Regions from separate parts of the Pan troglodytes genome. Here all the other regions are linked to region 3. Evidence: chromatin contacts called from public Hi-C and HiChIP or PLAC-seq data. All regions are on one chromosome and are shown on one strand. Each heading gives the region's core, a stretch centred on a gene start, on an enhancer-like site or on the middle of the called end of the contact. The rest is flanking DNA. Distances are from core to core; before and after follow the strand shown. Region 1 holds the start of CNOT9 (CCR4-NOT transcription complex subunit 9). Region 2 holds the start of PNKD (PNKD metallo-beta-lactamase domain containing). Region 3 holds the start of CTDSP1 (CTD small phosphatase 1).

Region 1 (4,468 bases), core at 629-3,128, 170 kb after region 3:
AAGCAGACAGCTGGCTATCTAGATGTGGAGCTGAAAACAAAGGGAATAGGCTGGAAATAACAATTTTTAAGTCATCAATATATAGATCAAATTTAAAGCTTAGGGAGGAATACAAGAGTAAAAGAAGAGGACCTAGGACTGAACCCAAATACTCATTTTACTTCATCAAACATCTTTAAGACAAGTGAGTACTTTTATATCACTGGGTTTTTCAGTCCTCCTTCCATTTTACCTTTCAGCAGAATGCAACACTACTGATGACTTTTTTCATGGCTTGCAAGACGCATCCTCCTCTATTGGTTATTAAACATCAGGAATCCGTCAATGCTCCATCCTAGGTGCCTTTATTTTACAGCACTATACTCTTTTTCGGCAATTTCATCCACATCCATGGCTTCAATTACTATCAATATGGCAGATGACAAACACATACACACACCGCGCACATTTACGTACGCAGCCCAGAACTCTCCTAAGATCTCCAAACCCACTATATCCAACTGCCTACTTGACATTCCCTCTCAGGTATCTCTTCCAGTTAGACACTTGTCAGGAATTGCCACCTCAATAAAGGAATTTATACAGAGCTGAAATTTTGAGAGGAATACCCCAAAACCACTTTAGGACAACTCTTCAGGACACAGGATTTTGTCATCAATCATCATTTCCTTTCATGGATCATGACTTAAAATAGTTACATCTAACAACCTGATCTGGCGGCTAGAAATGGGCGCAAGGAAATGCACAACAAAAATACAATTCATGTTTTGCAGTGAGGACTGGTCAAGAGGAAGGTGAAGATGGTCAAGAGAGTGAATGAGTATCATGTCCAAGGCCTGATGGATGTGCCGTAACGAAAGTCACCTGAAGAGACAGCAGGCCCTGTTAGAAGGTAAGAGGCGAACGACAACAGCCCCAGAGAAAAGGGGCCAGGTTTGAGTTTCGGAGGGAGCGAGTGGCAGTGGAGACCAAGTCAAAGGAGAGGTGGAAGCCGGGGCAGTGCACCCAAAGGTAGTACCTGTGAGGCTGGGGGTGCGTCGAGGGGTTGTGGGCGGGCTGAGTAGCAGCAGGGCGAACTCCAGAGGAGTGAACGCCGAGTGGGCGGATCGCACAGAAGGAGGGGGAGGTAGGGAAAACGGCTCAATTGAGAAGCTACCCCGGCCCGCCTTACCTGCGCCGAGGGTCCGGAGCCCCCGGACAGACCCGCGGAAAGCACGGAGCCCGCGAGGAGTGGGAGGAGCCGAGGGTAATGGAAGTAGGGATACCGAACCCAAAGGAGGGAGGCCGCTAGCTACCCCTAGTCAGGGAGAGCGGCTGATGGCGGGAACTGTGACCACACGCAAACACGCACGCACGCACGCACACTCGACGCGACCAGACAGGCGCGTGCGCGTCAGTCGAAAACTCCGCCCCTCACACGCCCTCGCCCCGCCCCGCCAGTACCTAGCGCGGCCTAGCCCGGGCGGCCTAGCCCGGGCAGCCCCGCCCCTGCCGTGACTGTAGTAGGCACGCGCACTTTCCACCTCACCCGATTTCGACGCCCCCCCACCATTTCCCTCCTACGCAGCCCAGTCGGGCATGCGCAATAGTTGTCTTGTCGGGACTGTCCATCTTTTCCCGCCGTTCACTGGCCTTTGGAGGAGGGTCAGAGTTCACGCCGCTCTCTGGAAATACCTGCTCAAAGCCAGAAGTTGCGGGGACTAGTGGTCGCGGACGTCCTTCCGGTCCTAAATCTTAAGGGGCAAAGGACATATTCTGGGACTGTTAACTAGGCCCTGGAGGCGGGAAGAGGATGTGTGGGTGGGGTCAGGGGTGAGAGGTCAGAGGGCCGCGAAGTGGGCGGAGCGAGACGGAGTCGGATGGCGGCTACGGCGGCTCATTATTTTCCGCTGCAGGGGTGCTGAAGCGGGGACCCGGGTCGGACGCGTCCGGCTGTGGAAGAGAGCGGCGGCCGCTCACAACATGCACAGCCTGGCGACGGCTGCGGTGAGTGGCTGGGCCCCCAGGCTTGGAACCAGAATCCTTTCTCAGACCCACGTTTCGGCCTTCTCTCCTAATTCCCGGTGTCGGGTCCCTAGTCTGATTTTTTTCTGCCCTCAATCTCCAAGGCCCCGGTTCCCCTCCTCGGCACGCTTTGGTTGTGGTGGAGCCGGCCCCTATTTCCTTGCCGGACGCCTCTCGCGGCCTTCAGCGCGACCCATCGCGTTCTTTGCGGGCGCCGGGGCCTGGTCCCGCGCCCGTAGCAGGCCATTCACTGATTTATTGCGCTGATCAACAGTTTCAGGACGCCAGTTGTGTTCTGGGGGCCGGCGTCGATGAGGGGAATTCCATGGTCAATCTGACGCGGCCCCTGCTCTTAGAACTCACCACGTCGCAGCGGGAAGGAAATGGCTTCTAGTTCAAACCACTTGCTTTATTTATGGAAAACCTGAGGCCCGGAAAAGTGCATAATTTTTGCATCTGACTTAGGTTCTCTGCGTTTAAAACTTTTCCTCGACACATCTCGTTTTACCCGCGTGATCTTTTAACAAAAAAGAAAGATAGTGTAATTCAGCTATCCGAAGTAATCCTATTTCTCTTGGCATTTAAATAAAATCTAGACTCCTTGCCATAGCCTGCACGGCCCTGTATGATGTGGTACTTAACCCACGTTTATAATCTCGTTTTATGTCTCTTGCTCCTAAAGCTTCAGCTACTCTGGCCACCTAACCCTCTGCAACGCGCTTTTTTTTCTCCAAGATGCACTTTGTGGTCTCTATGCCTGGAGTGAATGTTCTTCTTATCCCTCCTCCTTTACATACACAGCATGAGTGTAATTGGTACCTCTTCCTTGAACTCTCCTTCCTCTCCTTAAACTGTTTATCCAAATCCATCTTTCTTCAGGTCTCTGCCTAAATCGGTCTCAGAGTGGCCTTCCCTGACTATCCTCTTCAAATTAGTTCCGCAGCCTCTAATTTTAGTAGAGTACCCTTTACAGCCCTGATCCCCGTGTAATTATTGTATTCGTTTATTTGTTGTCTGTCTCCTTGAGGGCAGGGACAGGGATCATGTGAGCCCTGTTGACGTGGTTTCCCCGGCGCCAGGACAGTTCCTAGTACAAGATTAAAGACTCAGATACTTTGCTGCATGAAAGAATATTGAAGGGAAGGTGACCACTGAAAGAACATTGCCATGATGGGGAAAGGAGATCATTTGATTTGAGCATACCTTCCTGAAGACCAATTCTGCTTTTTCTGTTTAACCAAAGGGAAATGATTTAAGGAAAGTAATGTACTGAAATTGTATTATCAGGCAAAATGACGTAATTACTAAATAAAGCACCAAAAATTGCCATACGTTTAAGTACAAAAAGTGAAAAATTGAGCCAAGTATGACTAAGCTATAGAAAACTGCTTTTTGAGATTTGATCTCCATTGTCAGTTCCAGTGCTGTTGGTATCTCTGCCTCCTTTCATACTGTTTCTAAGTGTTTGTAACTATTCAATGTAGAGAGTATCTTTTATATCTCAATTAGGTCATTGCAATTCCCCTAGCTTTTTAGTTCCTTCTCCCAAATTATATAGTAACATGGGGAAAAGCAAGTTGAAAGATGAGTGTGCTGCTATTAGGGGAAAGACAGGTTAAATAAGGGAAATTATTCTAAGGTTGACTTGTCCATCTCTCAAAATCTGATTATGTCTTCTCCAGAATTTTATCTTCGATACTGAGCCACTCTTTTCCCTGTGCCTTCCCAAACTCTGTAGCTATTCCTTTTATTTTCAATTGCTCCCTAATGCATCTTTTAAACAACCATTAAAGCTGTGGTACATTACTTATAATAAGTACTCCATACATGTTTCTTCACGTTTTCAGTGCCTTACATTAATTTTAAAATTTGAACTTTTAGATGCACTTTCACTTAGGATGTTTGGACCTCGTAGCAGCTCTGACAAATTCCTTCGTACCACTCATTCACTAGGTTATATTTAGCTAGTGAGGAAACTAAAACGTAAAAAGTTGAGCCACCTCATTCTCAATTCTTCATGCCTTCCGTTGGAGCAAACTGCATTATTCTGATGTGGGTAAAGGGACAGTAATGATGCATATCACTCACTGGAATTTGAGAAGCATAATTAATGCATGCAACAGTGCCCAGAATAATCAAAGCCACTTGAGAAGATGCTTACTTTCTGCTGAACAATGAAAGTGTATATCTGTGACTTTATTTATCTCTTTTTTAAAATTGTAGGTAAATCATCATTTCAGCTAGGGAGATAACAAAGTACTGCCAAATGAGAATGTAAGCTGGGTGGTGTGTGCCCATAGTCCCAGCTACTTGGGAGGCTAAGGAGGGAGGATCACTTCACCCCAGGAGTTCCAGGCTACTGTGTGCTATGAAGGCACCTGTGAATGGCCACTGGACTCCAGCTTGAGCAACATAGCAAGACTTTGTCTATTAAGAGAGAGAGAGAATGTAGTCACATGTAAAT
Region 2 (4,917 bases), core at 1,372-3,871, 130 kb before region 3:
GGTGCAGGGCTTACAGTTGTCAGCATGGGATGCCACCGGGGTTGGGTACAGAGCGAGGAGAGCATCACGTTAAGGGTTTTTTGTTTTTTGTTTTTTGAGACAGAGTCTTGCTCTGTCGCCCAGGCTGGAGTGCAGTGGCACAATCTCAGCTCACTGCAACCTCCGCCTCCCAGGTTCAAGCAATTCTCCTGCCTCAGCCCCCTGAGTAGCTGGGATTACAGGCACCCGCCACCACACCCAGCTAATTTTTGTATTTTTAGTAGAGATGGGGTTTCATCATGTTGGTCAGGTTGGTCTCGAACCCCTGACCTTCTGATCCACCTGCCTCGGCCTCCCAAAGTGCTGGGATTACAGGCATGAGCCACCGTGCCTGGCAACAGTTTCTTACTAAGAACTAGCACTTGAGAAAGTTATATAAAATATGCTCAAAGAGATATAATTATCTCTCATTTTATTTTTTTGAGATGGAATCTTGCTCTGTTGCCCAGGCCGAAGTGCAGTGGCGCAATCTCAGCTCAATGCAACCTCCGCCTCCCAGGTTCAAGTGATTCTCCTTCCTCAGCCTCCGGAGTAGCTGGGATTACAGGCACATGCCACCACACCCAGCTAATTTTTTTTTTTTTTTTAGTAGAGATGAGGTTTCACCATGTCGGCCAGGCTGGTCTTGAACTCCTGACCTCAGGTGATCCACCCGCTTTGGCCTTCCAAAGTGCTGTGATTACAGGCGTGAGCCACCGCACCTGGCCAATTATCTCTAATTTTATACTCACTACTTTTATTAACTTTTATCAAAGATAACTTTTTTTTTTTTTTTTTGGAGACAGACTCTCATTCTGTTGCCCAGGCTAGAGTGCAATGGTGCAGTCTTGGTCCACTGCAACCTCCGCCTCCCGGGTTCAAGCAATTCTCCTGCCTCAACCTCCCGAGGAGCTGGGACTACAGGCGCCCGCTACCACGCCCAGCTAATTTTTGTATTTTTAGTAGAGACGGGGTTTCACCATATTGGCCAGGCTGGTCTGGAACTCCCGACCTTGTGATCCGCCTGCCTGGGGCTCCTAAAGTGCTGGGATTACAGGCGTGAGCCACCATGCCCAGCCAAATTTTTGTATTTTTAGTAGAGACTGGGTTTTGCCATGTTGGCCAGGCTGGTCTCGAACTCCTGACCTCAAGTGATCCACCTGCCTCAGCCTCCTAAAGTGCTGGGATTTCAGGAGTGAGCCACCGCGCCCGGCCAAAGATAACTTTTTAAAAGAAAACTAAGAGGTTAATCAAGGTTAACTGGCAATGTAGAGGGTGTCTCGACTGATGCCAGAAGCCAAGCAATCATCCATTCTGCCACACTTTCCCACCTGTGGGCTCCTCCAGCGCAAGGCCAGCATCTTGCCCATCTCTGTGTCCCCCATAACGTTCTGTCCATGGCTGATGTTTAATGCTTACACGCCCACCTAAACTGATTTGAGGTGGATCGCCTCAAAGACCTACCTGAGTGCAATGCAAAGGTGACCTCGCTATCGTCGGGGCCCTCCATGCTGCCGACCACCCCTTCCTGGGGTTCTAGAACCCAGCCCTCTTCGTTGCCCTCTTCCTCCTCTTCTTCCTCAAAGTCCACATCTTCCATCTCCTGGGCCAGGTCATCTGCTTTGGGGAGAGGGTTAGAAGATGGGGCTCGGGAGGCGGTAAGAGGTACGGAGAGAAGCATGAGGAGGCCTGAGGCTGGGGCGGGTCATGTGGCGAGAAGGGAAGGTGGAGTCAGACACACCGGGGTCCGGGGGGGGCGCGCGGGACACAGGACGGGAGGCCACGGCTGGCCAGAGACCGTGCGGTAAGGGAGGGCCAAGGGGATGATGGGAAGGGGGTGTGTGAGGGGAAGGGCCAGAGGAGGCGTCAGGGAACCCCCACCCCAGCCAGGCCTGAGAACTAAGTGTGAGGGTGGGAGTGGGGGAGGAGGGGAAGAGGGATATCGGTAGGAATGACCGGTCGGGTGTGGAGGCGAGCGGGGAAAAGCAGGAGTCAGAGGCCAGGAGTGAGCGTCTCCTGTCCCATGGCCTGAGGAGCGGCAGTTCTCACCTGGGTCCGGCGGACCGGGATCAAGTTCTACCACCTCGATAATCTCTTCATCACCATGGAAGCTTAGGGTCTCCAGTTGGGGGGTGTCAGCAGCAGCCCCGCTTTCCGATTCGGACTCCATGCGGCGCAAGCGGCGGATCCACTTCTCTGGGCCCAAACGCCTCCCAGAGTCAGCTCTGCGCGACGACGCGGAACTCGAGCCCCTCCTCCCGGGAGGAAGTAGGCGTAGGCGACTCCCCGGCAGGAAGAGCGACGGCCGTTCGGCCAATAGCTACGAAGGTTGGCTGGCCGCCTCACCAATCACAGAGCGGCATTGGAAGATGGGGCCGGGGCGTGGCGGAGATAACCCAAACTCCGCCCCACCTGACTCCGCCCCCAACTGGAGGGAAACAAGCGAGCGTGCGCGCCTCCGGGGTCTCCTGGGAAGAGTAGTTCTCCTGGGTCCGCTCTGCGGGCTTCTGGGAGATGTAGTTTCTGGTCTGTAGGCAGGACGGAAGGAGCGGGGGAGGCCCCTTACGCAAACTACAATTCCCGGCGGGGAGCGCAGTGAAGGCGGGGGTGGGATCTGAACATGGCGGCGGTGGTAGCTGCTACGGCGCTGAAGGGCCGGGGGGCGAGAAATGCCCGCGTCCTCCGGGGTAAGGAGAGGGACCCCGGGGAGGGCAGGACTGCAGAAGATCCCTTTTCTTTCACGTCCAGCCCGACGATAGCAGGAGGTCAGGGCTCTTGGTTCCTGCCCACACTTTTCTGCAAGATCTTAGAGTCTGGGGGTGCAGAGATGCTCTTTAGAGGTCACCCAGTGCATCCCCCCGCCTTCGGGTTGCTCGACACCTCCGGGGTCTTGTTTCAAGAGGGAGCTCCTAGGAAGCCTGTTGGACTCCCGCGCTCCAGGTGTTTCACACTCACCGCAGTGCAGAGGAAAGAGCCCCGGGCTTCTGGAGGCTTGGGTTCCAGCCCCGGATAATTAGCAGTTTGACCTTGGGCAAAGCAGTTTTTCTCTCAGGGCTTCAGTTTCCTCTTCCGTACAGTGCAGGGGATGGAGTAGACTATCTTTAAGGTCCCTTCCAGTGCTAACATTTGCAGTTTCAAAACCTTTTCCCGGATTTCCTTCATACGTCTTATGTGAGTCCCACTGCAGTCCTTCCCATGCTGTTGTCTGAGGAAGAACAGCGAAGCTTTTCGTCCTGGCACCAGGGTGATGAGCCCGCAGTGACGTGGAAGTGGCTTCCAAAGGTGCCACCTCGGTGGCGATTTTCCCATTTCCCTTTGGATTCTCCTTGGCACTTGTTACTTCAGACTGCAGTCACTCCCCTTCCCCAGATCTCAGCCGCTCCTCCCAAGCCCTTACTGCCCCCCACCTCCCCGCTTGCTTTCTTCTCATCTCTTCTTACTGACCTTCCTTACCTCCATCCACAGGGATTCTCGCAGGAGCCACAGCTAACAAGGCTTCTCATAACAGGACCCGGGCCCTGCAAAGCCACAGCTCCCCAGAGGGCAAGGAGGAACCTGAACCCCTATCCCCGGAGCTGGAATACATTCCCAGAAAGAGGGGCAAGAACCCCATGAAAGCTGTGGGACTGGCCTGGTGAGTTTTAACCACCCCTTTGCCCACCAACGGGGTGTGGCTTGTAGGGGAGGGCAGGACTTAGAAACTTCTCCAAGTTTCAGGTGGCGAGCTGAATCCAAAGTTGTGGGAACAGAATTGTTGGGTTCGATTGGAATCTCAGAGGGGTGGGGCAGCGGAGGTGGGAAAGTATGTGGAATTGAGAAGACAGTGGGTCTACTGTGGAGTAAGCTGAGTTGATCTGATTCAGACTTGGGTCCCTGGCCTCATCCTCCCTTTTGGGAGCTTGGAGTGAGACCCAAGTTTAAGTAAGTAGTTCGTTGAGATCATGTGAGCTTGTACTAGTTGTATAGTAGTACTCAGAAGGCGTTATGAACATTGTGATTGGGCTCTGACTCTGACCTTAATACATATTATTGACCAATATTAAAGGGAAAGGAGGAAGAAATCAACATTTTTTTCTGCATGTGAGGTGTGCCAGTACTTTGCCATGTAATGTTTTAGTGTTTGAGATAAGTATTACATCCCCATTTCACAGAGGAAGGAACTGAGACTGAGCTAGGATTCTCACCTAGTCTGTGACTCCATGCTCTTTCCCCCATACCAAAGTGCCTCCCAAGCAGTGGCTACTTAGCTTAAGAGGGGAAAACTGGGAGGGTACCTTGGCCAAGTCTCAGAGAGGGAAAGCGTCAGGGCTGCCTGGAAAATCCTGCACAGGTGCTGTTGCAGGAATGCAGGGCTCGTGCTGAGGATCAGGCTCTAGGGGGGAGGAGGAAAGAGGCAGGCAGAGACCCAGCCACACTGGGCCTTTTGTGCCATGTCTAGGAGTTTGGACTTGGCCAGGAAGTGATGGAGTTACGGGGTTTTAAGCAGGGAAGTGACAGGATCTGATTTGTGTGGGTCCCTCCAGCAGCCAGCACAGAGGATGAATAGACTATAAGAGGTATTGCAGCATTCATGCAACTGATGAAGCTAGAATGACTCCCCCCAGCTCCTCTGGCTCAGGCTTGGCCCCTCCCCAAACCCCGTGCACATCTCCCCACCCGTAGGGCCATCGGCTTCCCTTGTGGTATCCTCCTCTTCATCCTCACCAAGCGGGAAGTGGACAAGGACCGTGTGAAGCAGATGAAGGCTCGGCAGAACATGCGGTTGTCCAACACGGGCGAGTATGAGAGCCAGAGGTTCAGGGCTTCCTCCCAGAGTGCCCCGTCCCCTGATGTTGAGTCTGGGGTGCAGACCTGAGGAGCGCTGCGACCCTCCTAGACTATTGACTGTTAAGTCCTCAG
Region 3 (4,462 bases), core at 1,520-4,019:
CCCGTGACGCCAGCCAGGGAAGGGGACTGAATCTTGCTGAAGGGGGGTCGGCGGTAGGGGGGAGTGTTGACAGGACAGTCCAGGAGGAATGAGAGTGCCAGGAGCATGGGGGTACGTGTGTGCACATCTGCCAAGACCTGAAGCTTTCTGGGGACGTCTTAGATCTTGTGGAGCAGGACGGGGGACGGCAGAGTAATAGGCAGGTTGGTCAAGAAGACACGGAGAGCCGGCTAAAGGGCTACCCAGGACCTGGGCAAAGGGCTAGTGATGAGGTCGCGCCAAGGTCAGTCATCTGGACACTGGAAGGCGTCTACTTAGAGCTGCCCCCATTCCCCCCATAGTAGCTCTGGTTCTTCCAGCCTGGCCTCAAATCGACCCTCCAGGAAGAGGGGTGCAGAGTTGCTCTTCTGGAAGCTCCCTTTAGGCCTCCCAGGGAGGGCGTGGTCGCACTCGGCACTCCCCAAGAGCCTGCTGAATGCACCCCGACTTTCTGCACGGCTCCCCCCCTCCCCCTGGGTTGGGCTTTTACCAGCCCTGTTTGGCAGATGGGGAAACTGAGGGACTGTGTTGGAAGAGACGCTTCCAAATCCACAGGTGCCAGACAGCACCTTGCTGAATCCCGTTCCTGCCCCTCCCCGTCTCTGACTTGTGGCCCCCATGATTTTATTTTTCCTGGGGTGCGAATGATAAAACAGACAAAAAATAGAGTGCATAAAGCGACCTCCACCTGTAGAGACAGAGGGCAGCTGGGTGTAGACAACCCCTACAGTGAGGACACTCGAAGGACCCCCCTCCCCCCACGCAATCCTGGCCTCTCGACTCACTCCGTAACTCACTACCCGCCCCAGGCGTGGGGAGAGAAGTCCAGGGCTCCAGGCAGAAGGCGCGGCTATCTCTGCCGCTTTGGGAGCCTGGGAGGAGGAGTTAGGTCTCCCTGGGAAAAGAACTGCACGGGCAACGGCTTGAAGTGGCGATAAGATGGGGTGGAGGAGGTGGGGGATTCCTGAGGAATCCTGTGAGCCCAGGATGGCGCGTCTGGGAATGGTGGGTGTGGGGACAGCCGGCCAGGTTCCAGCCCCCTTCACAGAGGGAGAGGAAGGCGCGCCACCCAACCCAGGCCAAGGGCGAGGCCACGACTCCACTCAGTCCCTCGCCACACGCTTCCTTTTGGGGTCATGAGGGCCCCGCATCCGGAGATAAAGCCGAGGCCCCACCCAGGGGGCCGGACCGCAGGGGAGACAGATGTCCGGCTCCCAGGCTGGAATCCCGCCTTTGCCCTTGCCGGTAGACCCGAAGCACGTCGCTTCCTTTCTTGAAGCTCAGTTTCCTCATCTGTGAAATGGGTTAAGAAGGAGGCCGTTCTAAGGGGTAAATGAGATTAGGGGGCGCAGCCAGAGCAGGCCTAGGAAAACGCCAGCAGCGTGTGGCGATCACGGTGATGAAGCGCAATGGTGGCCGCCCCGTGGGCTACCCAGGAGCAGGAGGAGGGCCGAGGGATCCAGCCCGGGGACCGGGGTATCAGTCCCCGACAGTCCCCTCCCGCCCCTACTCCCAGCCTCAGCGCACGAAGCCGCCGCGCCTTCTGGCAGGCGCCGCTCACCTCCCTTCCCCTCCCGGCCCCCGCGCGGGGCCTCCCCTCCCCGGCTCCCCCTCGGCAGGGCCTGGCGGACGTGCGCCGCGTCGCACCCGGCGGCCGGACGGGACAGGACGCGCCCGCCCCGCCCCGCCACGGAGGCCCGCGGGAGAGGGGGAGGGGAGGAAGTGCCGAGGCGTGTTTGTCGGGCTTGGCATTATTAATTTTTAAATGGTGAACTTACAAAATAGTAAGGACGAGTGAAAAGAACTTCATAAACGAGGAAAAAGACCAACCCGCAGACCCACGGCGCGCACCACGGAGGTGCTTCCAGCGAGAAGACAGGGACCTCCGTTCCCAAGTGCCCAGCACTGCGCCACAGGCCGGGTGGAACGGGCCTTGAGGGCCTCTGGTTTGAGGTCCCCCACGGTCGGGCTTTGGGTCCACCGCGTGCGGCGCCGTGCTGGGCTCCTAGGATCGGCAGCGAGTCCAGTGACTCCCACCGCACCCCCAGTAATCACAGGGCGGCCGGCAACCGCGGGCAGGGGAGGGGGTCTGGGAAGGCCCCTGGAGAAGGTGGCATTTCCTCGAGGTCGGTGGAATTTCGCTACGCGAAAGGAACAGCGCGTACGAAAACTTCAGGCGGGAACGCGCGGTGGCCCGTGCGCGGCGGGTAGACGTGCGGGGCCCCGGGTGGGGCCGTGGGGAGAGGTCGGCAGGGGGCTTTCCCAGGGCAGGGAGTTGGAATTTCACGTCCTACAGACCGGGGGCACCTCGCCCTGGGGCTGCGGGGGGCGGCGACCGTCCCATTCAAGAGCGTGATTCTGAGGTTTGCACAGCTGTTTCGGGCCAGCAGAGCCTTCGCAGGCTCTTGACGTCCTTGCGAGGTGATCTCTGCGACCACCAGACAGGAGAGAAGACCCATTTTACAGATAAGGTAGTGCTATCTCCAAGTCTTCAACGAGGAAACCAAGAAGCCTCTAGTCCCGGGTCCTCAGAAAACGCAGAGGTGGAGCCGCGCCGCACTCGGGCACTCCCCGGCGTGGGCGCTCCGGGCGGGCGGGCGGGCGGGCCTTGGCCCAGGGCGCTCGGCGGCCTGGAACGGTGAGCCGGGTGCCGGGCCTGCCACGCAGCCGCAGAGACTCAGCCCCGCCGGCGGGCGGCAGGAAGGGAGGCGACGCCCCCTGGAGCGCGGCAGGAACCCGGCCCGGCCCGCCTCCCAGTCCGCCTAGCCGCGCCGGTCCCAGAAGTGGCGAAAGCCACAGCCGAGTCCAGGTCACGCCGACGCCGTTGCCCTTTTAAGGGGGAGCCTTGAAACGGCGCCTGGGTTCCATGTTTGCATCCGCCTCGCGGGAAGGAAACTCCATGTTGTAACAAAGTTTCCTCCGCGCCCCCTCCCTCCCCCTCCCCCCTAGAACCTGGCTCCCCTCCCCTCCGGAGCTCGCGGGGATCCCTCCCTCCCACCCGTCCCCTCCCCCCCGCGCCCCGATTCCGGCCCCAGCCGGGGGGGAGGCCGGGCGCCCGGGCCAGAGTCCGGCCGGAGCGGAGCGCGCCCGGCCCCATGGACAGCTCGGCCGTCATTACTCAGATCAGCAAGGAGGAGGCTCGGGGCCCGCTGCGGGGCAAAGGTACCGGGGCTGCGGGGAGGGGGTCGAAGCCGGGGCGCCGTGGGAGGAGAGAAGGGGCCGGGATCTTCCCCAGGGGAGCCGCCGCCGCCGCCCCGGGCGGCCGCCTTAGCTGTGCCCGAAGCTCCCAGCCCGAGAGGGAGCAGAGAGAGTTTGAACTCAAATGAGGCTCAGAGACGCGGGGCGGGGCCTGGCGCCTTTGGGGCGCTCCTGTCCGCTCGAGGTGAGGAAACTGAGGCAGGAATAGAGAGGGAACTCCTTCGGGGGTTTCCTGGCAGGCATTGCGTGGTGCCTGGGCGCCCCCCCCACCATTGGCGCCAATGGGGCTGGGAGATGGGGGAGCTGAGGAGGGCGCCTATGGGCCACCCGCTGAGACTCCGCCCCACCCCCCACCCCCACCCCCACCCCCACCCCCCCGGGCTGCGGTCCGGTAGGGTTTTGGGAGGGGGCGCCGAGGTGACAGCAGGCTGGGGAGGCTTGGAGGGATCTCCCGCCAACACACAGCCACGTTCTCCACAAACTTAGCGTCACGCGTGGAGGCGCCGACCTCCTCGGAGGCACAGAGAGGACGGCCGCACTTCCAAGAGTCGCTTGGCGCCCGCGGGGAGAGTCGTGCGCCTAGTGGGCACGCACCACCCCGCAAAGCCTCGCCGCCCCGACGAGGCTGCGTCCCCCAGTGTGGCTGGGCCGGGGTGGGGGGGTCTGTCTTCTCTTTTTCCCCGTGTGGACCTCAGGACCTGGACGCTGCCCCCAGGTCTGCCCACCCTCGCCTGGGTCTGGCTGCCCCGGAGCTGAGGGCAAGGTGGAAAGGCTAGTTGCAGGGGGCCGGAGGGGGGTGGGGTGGGAGGGGTATCTGTCAATCAGGCTCCAGGTCGGAGGTCTGGGCGGGGCAGGGCAAACAGATGGCCACTGGACACTGGCCCCAGGCCGCGGGACTGCACCCCTGCCTCTGGGCCCAGCCGCAGTGAGGACTTCGTACCCACGGGGGTGGAGAGGATGGAGGGAGGGCAGGGGTGGACTGCCCTGGGTCCCAGGCCCTGGCTGTCCTGAGCAGAGGTGCTCAGGTAAGGTGGGGTCAGGAGGCACCGCAATGGGGCTGATCAGCAGCAGTCATGGAGGCTGTGAGAGGCAGGGAGAGAGCACCCCAGGACCCCCTTCTCCAGGCCACGCACTCCCTATGTGGGCGCCTTAATACCTGCTAGACCTATTTGTCTGGGAACTGCAGGAGCCTTGGAGTTGATTGTGGGGCCCTGACAGGGGCGTT

Evidence for each region. Hi-C and Micro-C count contacts between places; a contact is called where the count stands out from the background. HiChIP or PLAC-seq counts read pairs in DNA pulled down with a chosen protein or histone mark.
Region 1: a contact with region 3 is called in a Hi-C map of stem cell-derived neural progenitor cells, with 2.4 times the contacts expected there. The contact joins the promoter of CNOT9 here to the promoter of CTDSP1 in region 3. A contact is called at or near these places in 1 of 7 Hi-C or Micro-C datasets (stem cell-derived neural progenitor cells) and 1 of 1 datasets of contacts at active chromatin or transcription factors (stem cell-derived excitatory neurons).
Region 2: a contact with region 3 is called in an H3K4me3 HiChIP or PLAC-seq map of stem cell-derived excitatory neurons, with 5 times the contacts expected there. The contact joins the promoter of PNKD here to the promoter of CTDSP1 in region 3. A contact is called at or near these places in 1 of 7 Hi-C or Micro-C datasets (stem cell-derived neural progenitor cells), 1 of 1 datasets of contacts at active chromatin or transcription factors (stem cell-derived excitatory neurons) and 1 of 1 other capture datasets (stem cell-derived neural stem cells).

The regions. Positions count from the first base shown.
Region 1 is chr13:120,826,022-120,830,489 of NHGRI_mPanTro3-v2.0_pri, forward strand. It overlaps CNOT9 (CCR4-NOT transcription complex subunit 9), which reads left to right and starts at 1,879. Exons shown (of 8, transcript NM_001246448.1): 1 at 1,879-1,986. The coding sequence starts at 1,963. USP37 (ubiquitin specific peptidase 37) reads right to left here and starts at 1,797. Exons shown (of 26, transcript XM_054679350.1): 1 at 1,675-1,797.
Region 2 is chr13:120,527,279-120,532,195 of NHGRI_mPanTro3-v2.0_pri, forward strand. PNKD (PNKD metallo-beta-lactamase domain containing) reads left to right here and starts at 2,622. Exons shown (of 9, transcript XM_016950482.3): 1 at 2,622-2,705; 2 at 3,484-3,652. The coding sequence starts at 2,639. AAMP (angio associated migratory cell protein) reads right to left here and starts at 2,245. Exons shown (of 11, transcript NM_001246564.1): 1 at 2,068-2,245; 2 at 1,483-1,635. The coding sequence starts at 2,188.
Region 3 is chr13:120,655,741-120,660,202 of NHGRI_mPanTro3-v2.0_pri, forward strand. It overlaps CTDSP1 (CTD small phosphatase 1), which reads left to right and starts at 2,770. Exons shown (of 7, transcript XM_009444295.5): 1 at 2,770-3,201. The coding sequence starts at 3,135.